2 separate regions of the Lactuca sativa genome follow, and region 2 is linked to region 1. A link is a contact called in public Hi-C data. All regions are on one chromosome and are shown on one strand. Each heading gives the region's core, a stretch centred on a gene start, on an enhancer-like site or on the middle of the called end of the contact. The rest is flanking DNA. Distances are from core to core; before and after follow the strand shown.

Evidence for each region. A called contact is a pair of places that touch in the nucleus more often than the background predicts.
Region 2: a contact with region 1 is called in a Hi-C map of seed, with 7 times the contacts expected there. The contact joins the promoter of LOC111890857 here to the promoter of LOC111890854 in region 1. A contact is called at or near these places in 3 of 4 Hi-C or Micro-C datasets (leaf and seed).

Annotation. Positions count from the first base shown.
Region 1 is chr6:151,400,620-151,403,319 of Lsat_Salinas_v11, reverse strand. It overlaps LOC111890854, which reads right to left and starts at 1,350. Exons shown (of 5, transcript XM_023886935.3): 1 at 1,004-1,350; 2 at 848-912; 3 at 710-770; 4 at 297-443; 5 at 1-171. The coding sequence starts at 1,256. The coding sequence ends at 44. It overlaps LOC111890835 (protein SPA1-RELATED 2), which reads right to left. Exons shown (of 9, transcript XM_052764758.1): 9 at 2,230-2,700. The coding sequence ends at 2,547.
Region 2 is chr6:151,674,163-151,676,862 of Lsat_Salinas_v11, reverse strand. LOC111890857 (SUMO-conjugating enzyme UBC9) reads left to right here and starts at 1,308. Exons shown (of 5, transcript XM_023886937.3): 1 at 1,308-1,441; 2 at 1,561-1,652; 3 at 2,291-2,418; 4 at 2,488-2,592; 5 at 2,680-2,700. The coding sequence starts at 1,583.

The DNA of each region.
Region 1 (2,700 bases), core at 101-2,600:
ACCTTTTTTACATTGACATTAAGGCAAAAACGTATGTATCAACTTAAATATTTTGAACATTGCTCACACCTTCCGTCTCTAATTCAACTTGGGGCTCGGACTCACTTGATTGTGTGATAGGCTTCACGTTTTTAATCTTTGAAACACGGAAGATTGCTAGATTGGTGTCCCCTAAAGAAAAAAAAATGATCAATGATAATTTTTAACTAATAATCAAATATCTATATATAAAATAGCCTCTTACAAAAAAGTTAATAAAAATTATAAACCATAAATCTTTTTTAGGAAGATTGTACCGAATGTAACGTATCTCCCAGGGGTGACAACTGATTGCACGCCAGGCGTAAGCCTTTTTTCATCAATGAATGTCCCATTCGTGCTGCCCAAATCGGTCAACAATAGAGCACCACCCTTCTTCTGAAATCGGGCATGCGTACCGGATACTACATAAGATACACAAAAAGTTATCAAAAATAGCAATGTACTTTCAAAAACTGTATTATAGCATCCTACTTTCATATCATTTTATTAAAGCATGGTTTTATGAAAAATAAATTCTTAAAAAGACATTATGGTATAAAAATCTAACCAATATAACGGTCAAAGTCAGCTTTTATTTAGATGAAAATCATGAAATTGCTATAATTGTTGCTATTTCTTGAATTTAACCCAAGAAAGTATTTAGAATTTTGCCATAACTAATAAGTACCTGTAGCAACCGGGATTACTATATCGGCTTTCTCAGGAACACGCCCAACAGTCGCCTCCTTCTACCTCAAATCATGCCCGAAAACTTTAAAAATCAGAAGTCGGATTTTCAGATAATGAGTCTAAAGAAACTACTTACGGATGAAATCTCGAATGAAGATGGCATAGCAACCTTAAAACCGATGTGTCTCGAATCTCCATCACCTATTTGACCAAATCCACAAACCAAATTTTGATTTAAACAAGTATACTATAGCGTGGTAATTGAACATGAACAAGGGATAAAATTGCTCACCCACGGGTTCAAGAAGCCATGTATATTCATCATCGATTGGATTGGTTTGACCAGCTATGGAAGCGTTTATGGTAGCTCCGAACCTCTTCTGTGAAAACAATTTATCGTTAAAGTTATATTGCAATTTCAGAGAGGATCGAGAAGAGGAGAAATTAGGTCTAAGATGGAAGAACGATTGAGGATATTGGGATTTTAATGAAGGCTTTTTCAAATTGAGACATGAAATGGAGTGGGATGTGATCAAGGTTTCCATTTTCGCAGAAAGTTTGCTGCAATTTTAGTGGAGAAATTTGGAGGGAATGTAAGATAGAAGAAGTAACAAGACAATCAACAATGTGATTGAAAGCTTTTGGGGTAGTCATCAGTCATGGTGTATGTGTGGCAGACATTTAATGATGTGATGACATGGATAATCCCAGAATCCAGATTGATTTATTTATTTAAAATTAAAAGTAAATTGATTTTGTTTGTAGCTAAAAATCCAAAAAAGAAACAAGTTAATCGCGGTTGAAGTTATTTAGAGGAAAAATCATAAAAATAATCATATAACTGGGTGGAGGATTTAACAACCTGGCCATTTTTTTCTAGCAATTGAATGATTGATCGTATATTTCACAACATTATCAATTGATCGACCATTTTTTTTTCTAGCAATTAAAAGTTGTTTTGCAATAATATTGTTACGGATTATCTGCCGGTATAAAGTACACTTTAAGAATCTTTTAGTATCTTGAAATTAGGTTCCAAAATGGACACTGCAAATGTCCAAGATCATTTTGAAAGCACATATATTTACCTATAAGTCATAAATTCAACTTCCGATATTCTTCTTCATATTATATTTTTGTTTTATATTCGATTTTATTCAATTAATTTCGAAAAATCGACGATTATATTAATTTTGACATTTTTATATGGTCATCTGGTCATTTCACCTTTAAATTTTATACTTTTGGCATGAATATTTAAAATTTTTGTTACAAATTCATCATAAGTTTAATTTTTTTACATCTTTTTGTTTTAAATTTTGTTTTCTGCTGTATAAAATCATATTACAAAAAAACATATTTCACATAGAAAAACCCTTCTTTTTCTTTATAAAAACTTTACTTTTTAAATATTTTTGTATGCAAAATATGAAATGAATATTTTTTGATGTGACATTAAAATGTATATATACCACTAGACTAACACTTCAACCCAACTATTTAGATACGTAAAACGAATGCTAAAATGTATAAACCTTTCTCAATTGAAAACTATCTGGTATACAGCATACATATCAACATCTACCACAACTTACATACATATAAAACTCTACTTCCAAATTTCATCCAAATAAAAAAAAAAAAGCACAAATAAACCACCCTATCAAATCTCAATTTCAACCATATTCAACACCCAAAAAAAAAACTACAAAATTCTCGACCTCATCTCAATGTACACGAGCAATCGAATTAGCCCAAAAGGCTCGGGACTCGAAGTTTTCTTTATTTTCAAAGATTTATATATTTATATACACTTAATGATGTCACAAATGGCTTTAAACCATCTGCAACAACTTCAAGCAGCCACTGGAGTTGGCGGCAATAACCATGTCCGACTTCTGCCGCCAGCAAACACTCGAAACAAACTGGTTGTTTGCGTGGTCGGTTTCTTTGCCGGAAACCGGATCGATTGAGCCAAATTTGTGGGCC
Region 2 (2,700 bases), core at 59-2,558, 270 kb before region 1:
TGACATATAATAGTATGATTCGTTATATCCTATCAACAAATCTCATTTTAATCCATATATATTTAGAAACACAAAGATATAAAATAGTTATCTAATTGGACCATAATAGTTTGACTCGTTATATCCTCTTAACAAACTCATTTAATCCATATATATTCAGAAACACAAAGATATTAAATAGTTATCAAATTTGACTTATAATAGTTAGGGAAGTGATTTGTACACAACAATTTTCTCCATACACAATAATTCATGTTTTATGGAGTTGTAAAATACAGCACTTTAATGCACAAATTGTTGTGTACGGAATTTTTTTTTGTTGTGTACGAATCAATTCCCATAATAGTTTGATTCTTTATATCCTCTTAACAATCTCATTTAATCTATATATTTAGAAACACAAAGATCTAAAATAGTTATCTAATTTATCTATAATAATTTGATTCCTTATATCCTCTTAACAAACTCATTTTAATCCATATATTTAGAAACACAAAGATATAAAAGGTATGGATATACACTAAATGACTGCATGAAATCATTATCTTTTTTTTATTTATTATTTATTATTTATTATTATTATTATTATTATTATTATTATTTTTTGTGTGTGTCTTTTGGAATCTCAGTTAGATGACATTTCAAACTCCTTTTATCCATCACGTAGTACATTTTGAACTCATTTCATATGACACGTCTTTTTAGTCATTAACCAAGTAATTATAATGAGCCAATGTATGAGGTTGAAAGAATTAAAAATATCCAAAATCCAAACTAAACACATATAAAATCCGACATTTGAGACACATATATTACATATAGAGAATAACCTAGGTGAAATAGTGACAAGTACCATATTTGAATAATATTAATCATATTTTAATACATTTGTTATAATTTCAAATGGATAGGAAGATGAATAGGAAAAAAAAAAAGTAAAAGAATATTTAATTTCTCTTACATACATACATAACATATGGCTTGGAAATAAAATTTTGGGTTAAACCCATCAAACATAGCACACAGAAAAACATGTGTAATGTTGATTTGAGTATAAATGTTAAAAACGTCGCTTTTGGACACAAAAATGCTAACAACCGGAAGATAACAAAAAATAAATAAACATACCAAAACTGAAATACAATTTCGATAAAACAACATAGCAATACATAATTTAGTTGAAAATCATGTAGTAATTTATGTTAATATCTTTAAAAATTAACTATTTTTTATTCAACTACAGAAAATAATAGTAACAGATTTTATATCTTACACACATGTATAACTCTTTTACCGAAAATAACAATATCAACGTTACATTCCGTCGTTTTACTCACCCTCTGAAAGAGGGTATCTATATAAAGCCATTTTCTACAAACACAATCATTTTCCTCCGGTTATTCACGGAATCTTGATAACCAGGGGTGAGGGGATCTTCAAGGTGATTGAATCTGCTTTTTTTTCTTTCGATTATCTCCTCGATCTCTAATGTATATAACGTGAGTAGCTATTACGTCTTCTAATTTGAGTTAGGGTTTGTATAAATTGCTGAAAATCCAGGATTTCCTTGTGGTGTTGAGCGATGGCTTCGAAGCGGATCTTGAAAGAGCTCAAGGATCTTCAGAAAGATCCTCCTACCTCTTGCAGCGCAGGTACATCATAGATATCGATCTGTTAGATCCTGTGTTCGATTTATTTTTCTTTTTATTTTTGGTGAACGTATGTTTTTGATCTTTAATCTTCTGTGTTGAGAGTCTTCTAGCTTTCTGTGGCTCGAATTTTGCTTTGATTTGGTGGAAAAGCTAAATTACAGGTTTTTGCTTCGCGATTCTGTTGAAATTTTGAGGTAGATGGTCTAATATGTCGAGAAAAGTCGTCTGTTTTAGGTGTGAGAGAATCAATTCTTTATCTAGGTTTGCTCGTTTGATGATATATGATATAGATCATGATCAATTTGTGCTTTATCAAGGTTTTCACCTGTGAATCCCCAACGAAATGGATTATCATTATGGGCATACCATGTCATTTAGCTTCTAGATCAGAATCAGATCATCCAAAAACCTTCTTGTCTACCATCTCCATTAAGTCATGTCCCTATTAAGTCCATCAAGTCAAAAAGAAACAACACCTAAATCTCTTCTCTTCTGATCCCTATCATTTCTCTTGTTTCTGTTTAAATCTCCAAGGGTGTATCATCTAATCATCTTTATGTATCTTCTATATATGAAAAAAGAAAATCATCAATTCTTTTTTCTTGATTGCATTCTTACCTTTGTAAATTTAATTTTAGGCCCAGTGGCAGAAGACATGTTTCATTGGCAAGCAACAATCATGGGTCCTCCAGATAGTCCTTATTCTGGTGGAGTCTTTCTTGTTACTATCCATTTCCCTCCGGATTATCCATTTAAGCCACCTAAGGTAACCCTCTCCTTCCACATTTCCTCAAGGGTAAAATGGTCATTTCCATACATTTATGCCCTTTTATAGGTAGCTTTCAGGACGAAGGTTTTCCACCCAAACATCAATAGCAACGGAAGCATTTGTCTTGATATTTTAAAAGAACAGTGGAGCCCAGCTCTAACTATCTCCAAGGTTATTTATTTATTTTTTATCTTTTAAAAAATAAAGTTTAAATAAATATCGGCAGCTAAAGTTTGTAATGATAATGATGATAATTAGGTTTTGCTGTCAATATGCTCC